Regions from separate parts of the Zea mays genome. Here all the other regions are linked to region 3. A link is a contact called in public Hi-C data. All regions are on one chromosome and are shown on one strand. The core of a region is the stretch at or near the end of the contact, and the rest is flanking DNA. Distances in the headings are between cores, read along the strand shown. Region 1 holds the start of LOC100276745. Region 2 holds the start of LOC103626519. Region 3 holds the start of LOC100281051 (glycerol-3-phosphate acyltransferase 8). Region 4 holds the start of LOC100279176.

Evidence for each region. A called contact is a pair of places that touch in the nucleus more often than the background predicts.
Region 1: a contact with region 3 is called in a Hi-C map of ear, with 1.9 times the contacts expected there. The contact joins the promoter of LOC100276745 here to the promoter of LOC100281051 in region 3. A contact is called at or near these places in 3 of 25 Hi-C or Micro-C datasets (ear, endosperm and tassel).
Region 2: a contact with region 3 is called in a Hi-C map of endosperm, with 2.2 times the contacts expected there. The contact joins the promoter of LOC103626519 here to the promoter of LOC100281051 in region 3. A contact is called at or near these places in 10 of 25 Hi-C or Micro-C datasets (bundle sheath, ear, endosperm and 4 more).
Region 4: a Hi-C map of leaf shows a contact between it and region 3, with 4 times the contacts expected there. The contact joins the promoter of LOC100279176 here to the promoter of LOC100281051 in region 3. A contact is called at or near these places in 5 of 25 Hi-C or Micro-C datasets (bundle sheath, endosperm, leaf and 2 more).

The regions. Positions count from the first base shown.
Region 1 is chr5:71,278,651-71,282,389 of Zm-B73-REFERENCE-NAM-5.0, forward strand. LOC100276745 reads left to right here and starts at 1,455. Exons shown (of 5, transcript NM_001150461.3): 1 at 1,455-1,863; 2 at 2,183-3,119; 3 at 3,230-3,398. The coding sequence starts at 1,518.
Region 2 is chr5:70,871,910-70,875,418 of Zm-B73-REFERENCE-NAM-5.0, forward strand. LOC103626519 reads right to left here and starts at 1,251. Exons shown (of 2, transcript XM_008646938.4): 1 at 1,030-1,251; 2 at 239-818. The coding sequence starts at 1,152. The coding sequence ends at 432. It overlaps LOC103626520 (high-affinity nitrate transporter 2.1), which reads left to right. Exons shown (of 1, transcript XM_008646941.2): 1 at 1-58. It overlaps LOC100273430, which reads right to left. Exons shown (of 15, transcript NM_001360251.2): 12 at 3,344-3,509; 13 at 3,045-3,265; 14 at 2,420-2,668; 15 at 1,421-2,297. The coding sequence ends at 1,584.
Region 3 is chr5:71,113,724-71,117,067 of Zm-B73-REFERENCE-NAM-5.0, forward strand. LOC100281051 (glycerol-3-phosphate acyltransferase 8) reads right to left here and starts at 1,770. Exons shown (of 1, transcript NM_001153970.2): 1 at 34-1,770. The coding sequence starts at 1,732. The coding sequence ends at 185. LOC109939496 (a long non-coding RNA gene) reads left to right here and starts at 2,591. Exons shown (of 3, transcript XR_002261960.2): 1 at 2,591-2,767; 2 at 2,838-2,900; 3 at 3,054-3,344.
Region 4 is chr5:71,315,529-71,319,203 of Zm-B73-REFERENCE-NAM-5.0, forward strand. It overlaps LOC100279176, which reads right to left and starts at 1,396. Exons shown (of 1, transcript NM_001329105.1): 1 at 831-1,396. The coding sequence starts at 1,362. The coding sequence ends at 1,123. It overlaps LOC732808 (Binding protein homolog 1), which reads right to left. Exons shown (of 8, transcript NM_001291796.1): 7 at 3,563-3,645; 8 at 2,757-3,474. The coding sequence ends at 2,976.

The sequences.
Region 1 (3,739 bases), core at 205-2,704, 160 kb after region 3:
TTATGTCTACATCTATGACAGGAAAAACATCTACTACATCTCTACCCTAGCCCACCTGCTACCCTTGCACAATGCGTAGTAGTAGATAAATATCACCGAGATTCTTGAATTATATTTTTGGAGGAGGGTGTAGTATTTAAAGAAGAGGCTTGCATGCAATTTCTTTTGTTTGAATAATATTTTTAACTTAAATTTTTTTTGCATGCGTGGCATTTATTCTCCATAATATTTTTTCCATGGATCTGACTTTTGAGTCATTTTCATAAACCATCGCCAAAGATAAATCCATGTTTCTTGCTTGGAAACCCTGAACAAACACCACTAGCAGGAGGCGCTCGCGTTGGCGTCGCTCATCGACGACGAGAAGAAGCTTGACGACTAGTTCGACCTCTGAAAGCAGTCCTACGTGGCCGCATGAGCTCGCATGGGACGTGCTCTCTAATGATAAGACTAGAGATGTCAATGGGGACCCGATACCCGCCAACCCGTGGGGAATTTCCCTATTAGGGTACGGGTATGGGACAAAAATTGTACCCATGTGTATGGATATGGGACAAAATCTCCACCCATTGGGTAAACGGGTATGGGTTTGGGAAGCAATAATCCGAACCCGATTACCCATGGGTATTTCATACGTGTACACCTGTCGTGTTTGTATGAATGAGTTGAGACCGAGCCGGCCACCAAGCCCAGCACGACAGCACACCAGGCCCCAGGTCCTAGCCGAATAAGGCAACACAGCAAGGCAACTAGCAGACTAGCAAAAAACAAAATTCTAAAATAACCAGTCATATGCTACGCCCTGCCCAGATGACGATGACGACCATGGATTCTCGGGCGGCAACGAACTCAGATGGTGACCAAGGAAGGTGAGCAAACTCCATTTTTCCATTTCTTATATCGGTCCCGAAGTACTTATTTCTTTTCTGATGGATGGATGAATGAATCATGGTTCATGGATGAGTGCTTGCCGGTGTGGTGATGTCTGAAATCTAGATTGTTTGTGCTACCTGTTAGTACCTAGTTATCCCTCAATTGGGGATGGAGACCCATTGGGGACCCGAAACCCGAATGGGGATGAGTATGGGATGAGTTTTGCACCCATGATGAGTATGGGGATGGGTATGGGGATGGATCAAACATGATGGGTATGAGTATGGGATGCTATAACCCGATGGGGAATTTCCCATTGACATCTCTAGATAAGACCATAGAAATCGTGGCATGTATCGAAGTCTGCATGATACTGATGATTACAATGTAGTGGTGAAACGACTAGATTAAAATAACAAAATTTATATATGGTTAGGATCACAAATGAATTATAAAATATTTTCTGATAACAATATAACACATATTTTGTATATAAGTTACAGTAATATTATATATCCCTGTTGTAACGTATGGGTACTCACCTACTAGAAATATAAATGACGGAACCAATCACAACGACACAGCTTAAACTGTAAAAATCGAGGGGTTCAAACAGAAAAGTGAGCCCCAAACCCTACACCCTCATGGAAGCGTGGCCACCTCTCGCCCCCGCGGCGGCCACTCCGGCCTGTGCCTTGGCGTGGGGAGCAGCAGCAACGGCGCAGCGGAAGGCCGTGGAGCAGGAGTCAGCGGCGCAGGCGGTGAGCCGCATCGTGGCGAGCTGCGCCAACTCCAGCGGCGTGGCAGTCGCCGTGGTGGACGCCAACGCCGTCATCTCCGGCGGCTCCGCTCTCTCCACTTCCGCGGGGCGCCTTGTCACCGTGCCCGAGGTGCTCGAGGAGGTCCGGGACGCAACCGCGCGGCGGCGCCTCGGGCTCCTCCCCGTTCCCGTTGAGACCGTTGAACCTGCGCCGGAGTTCGTTAAGAAAGGTCGCTGCTCTAGTCGCTCGAATGCATCATGAATCTGAGTTAAATCTCTCTCGCATTAGTGCTTGTAGTCGTTAATTTGTAGATTGTATTGTTAATTTATCACCCTACATTAATGTCTACTGATGTTATTGTTGTTTCTTACTTACTGATAATCATAGTGGAGAAAGCATGTTGTCTTCATTTAGCGTAGGTAAACAAGAGATCACATTTAAACATTACTCATTTATGAAAAATATCGTGGGTGCTCGGCTGCATCTGCCGCAATTCTTGGTCTTGAGCACTGTGTATACATGTATTTTTGTTTCTTTATTGCTTGCAGTTACCAAGTTTGCCAGGGAGACAGGAGACATCCAAACGCTTTCAGATGTTGATATAAAGATTATTGCTTTGGCTTACATGTTAGAAGCTGAGATCCATGGGACTAGCCATTTGCGAGAGCACCCTCCTCCTCTGCATGAGGTGAATGTCAGAAAGCTGTCAGAAGCTCAAATGCCTGGTTGGGGCTCTAATGTGCCTAACCTGAAAGAGTGGGAAGAGTTGGATCAGATGTCTGAAGCTGGTGGAGATATCAATTCTCGAATACTTCCTCTGAAGGATATTGAGAGTCAAGATATCCTGATGTGTGATACCAACAGTCTCTGTGGGGCACAAGAGGATACAGAGCTCCAGCCATCAAAGAAGGATGCACCTGTTGCATGGGAGGACGATGAGAACAATGTAGGTTGGATGCCTGCTGTTAGCCGCAGCATGCACAGAAGATATTTGCAGAGGAAGGCAAGGCGTGATGCCCTCAAGGAATCTGGACAAAGTTTTGAGACAAGTTCTGTTGTTCCATCAATCGATGATGATAAAGTTCTCTCTGAAAATAGTGGATTGGAGCATGGTCTGACTTCAACTGATGGCCTTTCTTCTGTCACTGAGATAATCAGTGCACGTTCTGATGATTTTGAACATCAAGCAGAAAATGACACTGAAATTGCTGGAGAACATTTGCATTCTGATCAGCGAGCTTACGGTGATGATGCTGATGCGTGCACCAAAGAACTGGAAAACCTAGATATAGAAGGTGAGGATGAGGGAGGTGGTGATGCACATTTCATTGTTGATGAGAGCAGCGAGCAGAGTTGGACCCTGAGGTCCTTATCCGAATCAACTGTAGCATGTGTTACTAGTGATTATGCCATGCAAAATGTCATCCTGCTGATTGGTCTCCGTCTCATAGCACCAGGTGGCATGCAGATACGCCAGATGCATAGGTATGTGAATTAACATCTTCAGATCTGTTTGGGTACAATAGTGCTATCAGAGCAAATGTTGAATTTTTTTATGGCTCATTAACACATGTCTTTTTATGCTTCTGTGACAGGTGGGTTTTGAGGTGCCATGCTTGCTATAAGGTGACCCAAGAGGTTGGCAAAATATTTTGTCCGAAGTGTGGTAATGGTGGGACCTTACGGAAGGTTTCGGTAACAGTTGGTGAAAATGGGATCACTATGGCTTCACGGCGCCCACGTGTTACACTTCGAGGCACAAAAGTGAGTTTATTTATGCTGCTTGTCGACACGTGTTCTGCTACTTGTTTGATCCTGCATGGTTGTAGTGGGGTGTGGTTCATTACTTGATTGGTTGTGTGGTCTATTTTCATGCTTGTAATGTCAATGTCATTCAGGAGTGCAGTAGTGGGGAACAATTTCCATGAAGTGGCGAAGAAAATATTTGGATATTTGGTTTGATGTTTGCAGTCACATACCTGGCAATATGGTCTCTTACTAGACTGTACGTTTGTTGTAGCGTGGTTGTCTTTCGTAAGGATATTCATGTCTGTTTTGAGATAGCTCTAGTTCATTGATTGCAATTGTCTTCCCATCTGTCCACC
Region 2 (3,509 bases), core at 1-2,500, 240 kb before region 3:
ACGTCGTAGTATTTCCTGTGCAACATACACAATTCAGTAAATGAACAAACTTTGCTCATGTGCATTCTTCTGCAAAGTACAAATAAAATCAAATAGAGAGGCCAGGACAACGTCTATGATCTATCAACTTGGTTGTTAAAATTAAAGAAAACCAACTGGAGTCCAACACCCACAAAACATTTTGTCTCTAACACGTTGTTGTCACAATGAAGCTGAACTTCCTCATCATGACCAGAGAGAAAAATAAGAGATGGTTTGTTCATCTTCAATTTTGAATCGCGGTACAATATTGGGTTTTGCAATAAACAATGAAGTTCATCCCAATAACAGTAATGAAGAAGCACGAACACGTTAATGAAGTTTATTCGCAGGTCATATCCATATATCATTCATGTCATGTCAGCATGTGCATGCTGCATCTTCGTGGCTAGCTAGAGCTCCAACACCACAACTGAAAATTTTGGTTTTGAATTTGTGACCAGGGAACAGGATTGTATATACTTACAGTCAGAATCGGTGGTGACCCAGTGAGCCATCCTGACGTCGTCGTCGTCGTTCTCGTCCGACGACCACGAGCCGCTGCCACATGAAGACAGCCGCAGCGTCGCCGGCCACGGACAGCTGACCGCAGTGGACGAGCAGCATGCCTCCGCATCGGCGGCAGCGGTGGCGTCCCTGCAGCTGAAGCCGCTGCCGTTGCAGCTGGAGATGGACGACGACGACGCCGAGGCCAGTAGCGCGCCGTGGTCTTCCTCTTCCCGCGCATGGCCGTCCTCGCCGTTGCAGGCCCCCCTCTTCTGGATTCGGCCTACCGCCCTCTGATGACATGACATGACAGATGAAAATTGAAAAGAAGACGTACTGGTCTGTTTGCTACCTAATTTACTATAATTTATCTAAATTTTATGCCTAAGTTTAGTTATTCAATTTGAACGACTAAGTTTAGATAAAGTGTGTTATAGTTAACCACAACCAAACAGACCCGTGGTACATCATTTATTTATTACCGGCGCGCGCGCGCGTACATACCTTCCATTTCCTGGCGGTGGTGGCGGCGGTTGATCGGCGGAGCCTGCAGTGCGCTGCCTGCGCGGAGGCGGCCCGGGCGAGCAGGTCCCGCATCCTGGCGACGATGGCCTTCCTGCGCTCCATAATGACGGGAAGGACTCACTACTGGTACTAGAGCAGTAGTGTGTTTTGTTACTTGTTTTGTTCAGAACAAAGATAAACTTGGTTGCTACGTAGGCTGGCAATCCAGATCTGGTTTGTTTGTCAGGAGCAGCATGGGATACAAGAGCTGGATCGCTTAACTGCAGTTGTTGTCGCCACACCAGCATGCTGCGTTTGGCACACCATGTGCAAACATGGCCGCCGGCGGAGACCCAATAGGAACGAACCAGCAAATTAATTAAAGAGGTCTGAAATATAACCTGATTTTCCTTAAAAAACTGTTTTAAAAACTGCCAGCAAAGTTTGACTTGCTAGGACGATGAACTAAATACACTGACGATTATTATCAAACGCCTCCATCCGCTACGTGGATGCATTTACACATCCATATGACGCTAAAGAAGAACCAACCGTTAGGCTCGGCCGCCTCTGCCTGCTCTGTCGGTCCTCAGCCTCTTGGCAGGCTTCGCCCACTGGATGTCTCCGATGCCGGGTGCTGACGAGCTTGCCCCCGCTTGATGATCCGAATGCGCACCGCCGCTGCCCCATCCAGACCCAGCTGAATGCATCGACTGCTGAGACGGGTGTGGCGGTGGATCCCTCTGGAACGGCGTCCTGGCACCTCTGGGCGAGGGGGCAGGGCCCGGACGCCCAGGGTTGGCCGGCGACAGAGGTCCGGCGCCTCGGCCCGAGCTGGAAGGGGACCCGATGCCGCTCCTCGCGCGCTCTTGCCTCTTCTTCTTCACGATGAACATGTCGCTAGGGTGCAGCAACCCAGCGGCGCCGTCCTGGAGGTGCTGATCCCTGCTGCCGCCATGTCTGGGGTCTCTCTCTGACCTGGAGCTGTGGGACCGGCTGGGCGGGACCGCCTCGCTAGGCTGATTGTGCCTGCTGCTGTGTCCCGAGCCATGCTGCTGCTCTGCTTCACTGGCACTGGCACTGGCACTGGCTCTGCTGCGCTTAAGGGATGGTGCGGCGTGCTTTGACGATGATGGGGCAGCGGCGGCACCGCTTCCAGGATTCGAAAACGACATGGCGTTCTTAGCTTCCATGAAGTCCGAGTCTGGGAAGGCGATCTTCATTATGTTGAAAAACAAGTTGTGGAGGGTCTCGGCCTCTATCCGGACCTGCGTCATTTAGTCGGATGGAGTACATTAATATTCTGTTCTAAGTCTAACATAACAGGTAGAAAGAAGAACACAAAACAGATGCAACAGAGATAAAATGCTTGATGTAGAGCGGCTGCTACCTCATGCCTATAGCTGAAGTGCTGGACCACGCTTTTCAACATCTGCTGCATGTCCGCTATGAACTCGGTTACAGCGCCGTACTCCAACCCATCGACTCGCTGCTCGATTTTTTGTAGGTCAAGTGTGCTACCAGCCGGACCTCTGAACGACGAATTCTCATTCCTCCGCCACCAAGAAGATATGTTAGGTATCATTTGATGACCTTCTTTGTCAATCCTCCTCCAAAGCTTGCTTATCACATTTTTGCACTGCATGTGTTCGAGTCAAGAGAGCCTTAGAGTTCAGCTATACGACAAGCCAAACAAACACAAGAATACCAGACAAGACAACATTGATTAAAAAAAAGTATATTGGCATGCCAAAGGAATATAACGAGCCACAATATATTGTGAAAAACTTAACTTGCAATAAATACAGTCGAGATGTTGACAACATATGACATAAGTAGCAAAACCAAAACTTCTTTTTTTGCAATAAATGTGCTTTCAGATGATAAAGGGTTTCAATTCTACAAAGAATAGCTCAAGATTTCCAGTCAAAACCCTTTGTTTTTGAAGCCAAGTAAATATTACAAGTCACACTGAATAAAATAGGGCACAAAAATAAATGAGATTGTGTGCCTACCTTTCTTTGCATACTGTCAGACATCTTTGTGCCACCGAACTCAGGGGCAGTGGAATCAATGGCCTTACTGCTCCAATTTTCCTTGGAGAGTTCAGCAGACCCCTCACCAGACCCAGACAAGTGACTCAATTTCCCAGACCTAGAAGCCGGTGAAACCTTCCTAGATGACATGTTGCGCTTCTGTTTCACTATAGGATGAACCGCGTCTTGCTGCCTGGCAGCTGGAAAAGCACGGGCATCTAGGTCAGACTTAAACTGTGAATCATAATGACCATCTCCTTGAAATGCAAGATGAGTACCACGCTGAGGGAAGGCCCCTTCTCCAGATCTATCTTCCTGCTTTTCTGCATTAGGTTTTGGACGAAGACGAATACTTCGTTTGCGTTTTATTTTCGGTTGTAGTACTTGTTCATCCTCACCGTCATCACGTTCATGGTTCCAGCTCCCTGACTGCTGGAGGTCCAT
Region 3 (3,344 bases), core at 520-3,019:
CCCTTTTATAGACCAATCAGAAAGAGAAAGTTAGGTCATGGTAAACATGAAGTTAAGCTTGTAATCTTCTATGTTCACGAATCCATCACATCACACTAATGTTGTCGTCATTAGCATACGTACATAAATACATAATGGATGCTGCTCCGATACAGTCGACCAGCTAGCTATAAATACAGTCTCTTTATACAAGCTTCTTGGTGGTGGCCGTGGCAGCACTATCATCGGCGGCGCCCTTCTCATTCTCAGGCCTGCCCCCGACCGTGCCGTCGTTGCCGGCGAGCTTCATGTACTTGTCCTTCCTGGTGAGCTTGGTGCACCGGAACCCGAGCTCCTTGGCGATGAGCGTCTGCACGTGGTTGGCCACGTCGACGGCGCTCCTCCCGCCGGCGCCGCACGTCTCCTCCGGCCGCAGCGGCGGCAGGAAGGTGACGTCGTACCCGGGGCGCGGGTTCATGTAGAAGAAGTAAGGGTCGAGCCACTTCCACCCCCTCGCCGTGGACCCGTAGTAGGTCCCCTGCCGCGCGTCCAGCGCCACGGGCACGATCCGGTCCGTGAGCTCCGCGAACAGCGCCGAGAAGCGCAGCAGGCAGGGCTCCCGGCACGTGGTCCCCTCGGGGCACACCACCACGTCGCCCTCCGCCAGCAGCGCCGCTATACGCGCCGCGTCGGCCGCCCGGTCCCGCGACAGCGCCACCGCGCGGACCGGCGACACCGCCGTCGACAGCCGGCTCACGCTGTAGGTCACGCACGCCACGGGCCGCCCCAGCGCCACCGACACGATGATGGGGTCCAGCGCCGTGCGGTGGTTGCACACCAGCAGCGACCCCGGCGCGCCCGGCGCCGGGGCCGGCGGCGGAGTCCCGCGCACGCGGAGCCGGATCCCCGTCAGGCGGTACGTGTGGCGGACCAGGCGCGCCGGCATGGCGAGGTTGAAGAGCACGCGGAACAGCGCCAGCAGGAAGCCGAGAGGGAGGTAGGCCAGCGCGAAGAGCGCGTGCGCCGGGTCCGGGCGCCGCACGAGGCGGCCGTCGTGGAAGACGGCGCGGGACAGCAGCGCGTCCGCGGCCGCTCGCGGCGCGCGCCGGTCCGGAGGCACCATGTAAGCCTCCTTGCAGATGGCCATGAAGTCGTGGTCGCTCTCGCGGTCCCCGAGCCCGACGTCGGGCAGGTCGCCGGCGGCGAAGAGCCGGCGCACGACCTCGGCCTTCCTCTCCCCGACGAGCACGGCCTTGATCCTGCCCGTGAACCAGGCGTCGCCGAGCGCGCGGCAGGTCTCGAGCTCGGTGGCGGCGAGCTCGGCGCCGAGGAACTCGCGGACGAAGTCGGCGACCATGACGGCGGGGGACGCGGTGACGACGACCCTCCGCGCGGCGCCGCAGTCGCGGAACACGGCCCAGGTGTCGGCGCGCACGCCTGCGGCGTAGTGGCGCGGGAGGACGCCCCGGGCGACGGCCTCGACGTCGCGCACCCGGAGCCCCGCGAACGTGACGAACGCCAGCAGCGCGATGGCCGCCGCCTCGGAGACCAGCGTGTAGAGCGCCAGCAGCAGCGGCGCGGCCAGGAGGAGCAGCAGCGCGCGCGCGCAGGAGCCGGCCTCCAGCGCCACCAGGAAGTAGTAGGGGAACGCCGACGACGACGCCAGCAGCGTGCCGTCCAGGTCCGCCGCGGCCGTGCGGCGGACCCGCGCCGAAGCGTCGTAGGACGACACCGGGGGGAACCTCGCGGCCATGGCGACGGGGAACACGGTGGTACGGTGCCTGTCTGGGTGGACAAAAGCTTGGGACTTGGCAGGCGGCTTTATGGTGTTGGTGGTCGCGGTGGCTGCGTTCGTTGAGCGGCCAACGCTGTGGTTGACGGATGGTGGGATTATATCTAGGACGCTGTGGTTGACGAAGGTCGTGGCGATCGGAGTCGGAGCAGACTAGCAGAGAAGGGAGGGATCCGAGCAGGCAAGGGGTGGAGTTGGGTGGGGTTCGGATTCCGACTCGACGTCGCGCCCACCATCAAAGGGGAACGTGAAAGAACCGACAGTGACAGACAGATGGATGGCGAGACGAAGAAGAAGAGGTATAGATGGCCATTTGGCACTAACACGATGGGCCGGCCCAGGCACGGCACGAAAAAGCACGGTCCAGGCACGACCCGGTCCGATTAGTATAGTGTCGTGCCTGGGCCACTATCTCGACCCGTAGTGCTGGCACGGGCACGACACGGTTACATTTTTTATTTTAAAAATAATAGTTTACATATATTAATTATAAGAATTCAATGTATAACACAATAAAACTGTAGTTGCACTGGTTAGATGGATACGTTTAAGCCTCTTATGCACTAGGTTGTGAGTTCGAGCCCCCACAACTACATATTTTTTGCTAAATTCTACAATATACTCAGATGGGCTATAGTGCCACCGGGCCGGCCCGGCACGACTAACAGACTCACGGGCCGTGCCTGGGCCGCGGCAGCGGCACGCCGGCCCATCTGAGCACGGCACGGTTCGCTAGCCGGGCCTGGCGGGCCGTGCCGGGTCGGGCCGTGCCGGCCCGTTTGGCCATCTATAAGAAGAGGACATACAGATGGGCGAAGAACAAATTACAAATTAGGCGTCGTATCCGTGGTCAGACTTGGCAATCTGCAGGCCAATCCGGGTTGGTTGGCTGTTGACCGAGCCGACGTGGACTTGATTCATGGGCACAGGGCACTCTTCTCTTGCTGGACCGGGGAGCTCCTCCGGCTCCTCCAATGAAGTGGGTGATGTGCACAGGTAACTGCCTGCCGACTTGGCTTGGAATTGGATCGACTTCATTCTCAGGATCTTTTTTTCGCAAGAGCAGCAGGCGGCGGATGACCAACAATTCTCCAACTCCTGCCCGCTTCCACCTTCCTCAGACGTAACAGTACGTTCGTACAGAGGGTTCTTTATTCATGTATTATCTCATCTTTCGCGAATTAACCACGGCTTATACAGTTAGTTGTTTAGTTAAATTATGTTTAATCCTCCTGATTAACATATAAATATCTACGTGATCCTGACTGCAATTCTCTAAAAGGTACGGGGGACCAATTCTCACGGAAGATTCCGACCAAAGAAGCTGCTGACCTTCTCTTCCTGACGACGAGCTCACGAATCACGACTATGACATGAGATGCTAAACAGGAGGACTAGGGGTCTGTTTGGTTCAGCTTTTTTCTGACCAGCTTTTCTGAGAATCTGGCTGTGGAGAGAATCTGGCTGTGGGAAGAATCTGCGTATTGTGTGCATTACGTGCGGTGGAAGATGAAGTGGTCGAAATGGTTCAGGATCTAGAAAGGAACAAATTTCTACTATCGTGACGATTCGA
Region 4 (3,675 bases), core at 146-2,645, 200 kb after region 3:
ATGAGGTGAATCAAACACTCGCTCAGTCCATCTACAAGAGAGCTAAAATTCCCTTGTCTTCAACTATGAACTTAGCTCCAATCATATTCTTAGGTCTATCCACTTTTTGTCACTAGTAAAGCATATTCTTTTTTAATCATGTTCGTGAGTGCTTCACTTCAAAAATTTCAGTTTTAGTTTTCTAGCTTTATCATAAAACAACTTCAAAGGATTAGTAAGATATGATTCAAGAGTGTTTGATTTGCACAGACTTCAACTTCTACGATTCAATTAATTTTTATGAGTTTCCTAAATTACTCTTGATTATTAACGAGCGGAGAAAGAGACATTAATCAGTAAGTTATGTAACCAATAGTATAATGAGTAATTTTAGTGCAACTTTATGAGCAGGTATAAAAATAGTGTTTTTGAAACACGTTTTCAGGAGCTTCGAAAATTTTCATAAAACCGACTTATAGTATTAGGTTTTTTTTAAGCTAGAGCCAATGAAGTTAGACCTATTAGTGGAGTTAGACCTATTTAGATAGAACAAGCTGAAATATTTAAAATTCTTGAAACGAAGTTATTCCAGACAGCTGGTAGTCTGCGACACCTTCTTGGAGTTACTCAACCATTTCTCGTCAGTTTCTATTTTATTAACTAGGATCATCCTCCTTTTATTATCTTTTATATAGAGGAACTATAGTCTATTTTATGAACTTTTCGTAACTGTTTTCCTATCCCACAACATTCTATTTATATATTTAGAAAAGACAAAATAATAAAGTGACTTCTCCTTCCTTCGGCGCAAGAAAAAAAAAGACCTAACCTGCAACGGGACATATATATACTAGAATTTATTCATGTGGCATACATGATACGTAGAAAAATAAAAATTATATAACATACATCCACAAGGTACGCAAGGCAACGGGGTTTGGCACTTTGCACTGCTACAAATTATCATTATCATTATCACTAACTCTGTTTTAGTTCGTATACGACAAATAAAAAAAAGAAACGAAGAAAATAGTACTAATTAATTATTGGCAATAGCGAGCGTTCAGTCAGCTTCCTGGTTGCAGAAGCCAGAAGATGCAGAGCAAGCAGCCAATCGACGGTCGGACCGGACGGGCCGCTCCATCACTGCCGCTGCCGCCGTCGCCGCCGCTGCCTATAGACCTGCCCCCGGGCCATGTGCAGCAGCTTGGCGCGGTGGATCTTGCGGAACTTGCGGCGGAAGACGCGGCCGGCGATGAGGCGGCTCCACCGCTTGCAGACGAGGGAGGCGTTGACGAGGCTCGCGGGGTCGTCGGGCGGGAGGCGGATGAGGAACTCCTCGACAAGATCGTCCATCAGCGACGCCGCCGTCGGCATCATCATCTCTCCTCTCCTCCCTGGTGGCTGGTGGTGTGATGAGGAAAGAAGCGAGCTGGGCTTTACGGGTAAAATCCCTAAAAAAATACATGTGATATGGATGATGGGCCTGTAGCCCTTCTTGTACGTACGACGAGTTTAGGCCCGCCGAGATTTCCTACACTGTTTCACTTGTTGGGAGCCTGCTAGCCATACAAAGCCTTGAACTGCTGCTAGTTCCTGAAACAGTCAAGGAAAGGGACACTGTCGTGATGGATTCAGGATTTAATAAAACTCTTAAATCAAGTACAATTATAAAACATAGTGTGCCATAAATTGCTGTGCATGCATGCCCTGGTATTGAAAGAATTGTTGCCCAAATAAATTGGAAAAAGTAAACATTCTGTAAGCATGGCATTCAACAGGAACAAGTTCATATTTTAGGGGGAACAGCTTTGGTTATATCACCATGTTTCCAGTTTGGAAAGACTAACAACTTCTGGGGGGTATCAAACCACTGAAGTTGTTATTGCTTAAATCCCTACGGAAAGAGATAGGAAATGACTCAGGATCCCTATTCTATTCTCACAAGAACATGTATATTCCTCCATATCACTTCGGGCATGTATATTCCCCTATATCACTTAGGGCTAGTTTGTTGCTTTCAATCCATGTAGATTGAGTGTGATTGATTGAGTTTAAATCTCAATCAAGTTAAAAAATTTCATAATTTTTTCAATCTCATCTCATCCGTATGAGATAGGAATAATTGAATAAGGTCTTATTAGGGGCAAGAGGGGGAAAGGGTTAAAGGTTGCTAAAGCATGTAGAACAAGCTCAGAAAGCTCAGAAATGGTAACCTGCAGCTCAAAAAGTCAAAATATATGTCGTCCTAGGAAGTGAATTTGGTCAGTAAATGTTGCTCATTTTTTTAAGGCAACACTTAAACTGCTCCTATCGATTGCTTCTATGTAGAATGGCAGTGGTGTTAGAGGAGACTGTTAGGGAGTCTATGATATAAGGTGATTCATAGGAGTGTGTCAAAGGCAACTCCGTTTAGAACTCCCTTTGGAGATGCTCTAAGTTTAATCCTTATTCCATGTAATAAATGGCTAAAACGACAACAGAATAGGGTCGAAGTAAACTATAAATAAACACTGTGCTCTTGATAAAATATTCTGAACTCTAATCTGTTCCCAAGTCTGCACTTTGAAAAAGTTGATTGTGGGGCAATAATGACAACTCGAAGAAAAAGTAGTGAATAGATTAAAATTGCACCTAAAATGGTGGTATGGATGAGAATCTCTTGAAGAACTCATTCAAATCTAACATCCCAACTCACACGAAACCCAGTCACAAGCAATCTACTTTGCACCATTTAATTAGCATTATTACCACAAGGGGGCAAATGCAAGATTTTAAAAGCGCGCCTTCTTTTTTTCACATAAAATTCGAATGCGAATCCTGAACAACCAAGGAAGTAGAAGAAAAAAAATTACAAACAAACAGTTACTACGCTCAGCACGGCTATTGGCAGAGCAGCACCAAGATTAGTAATAAGTATTGTCCGCCGCTAAACACCGTTACAAAATTTGGCTCGGCTCCCGGCACTCCACGTCACCACCACCATCTACAACCATCTACAGCTCGTCGTGGTCGTCGTCAACACCGCCGTCAGCGTCACCGCCAGGGGCGCCGCCCGACCGCTGGTACACGGCCGACACGATGGGGTTGCACACGGCCTCCACCTCCTTGAGCTTCTCCTCGTAGTCCTCCTTCTCGGCCGACTGGTTGTCGTCCAGCCACTCCAGCGCCTCCTTGAGGGCCTCCTCCACCTTCTCCTTCTCCTCCGCCTCCAGCTTGTCCGCGAGCTTGTCCTTGTCGCCCACCGTGTTCTTCATGTTGTACACGTACGTCTCCAGCTGGTTGCGGGCGTCGATCCGCTCCTTCACCTTCTTGTCCTCCTCCGCGAACTCCTCCGCCTCCCGCACCATGCGGTCGATCTCCTCCTGGCTCAGCCGCCCCTTCTCGTTCGTGATCGTGATCTTCTCCGACTTGCCCGTGCCCTTGTCCTCCGCCTTCACGTTTAGGATACCGTTGGCGTCCACCTCGAAGGTCACCTCGATCTGGGGTGTGCCCCTGCACAGTTCATCAGACAACACTGGATTCATTCGTCCATTCATCAAAAAGAGTAATAATTTATCTCCGGACTCCGGTAGCTGCTCACCTTGGAGCTGGCGCAATGCCGTTGAGGTCGAACTTGCCGAGAAGACGGCAGTCCTTGGTCATACTGCGCTCACCCTCAAAGACCTGTATTTATGGATTACAGGACAAAACAAA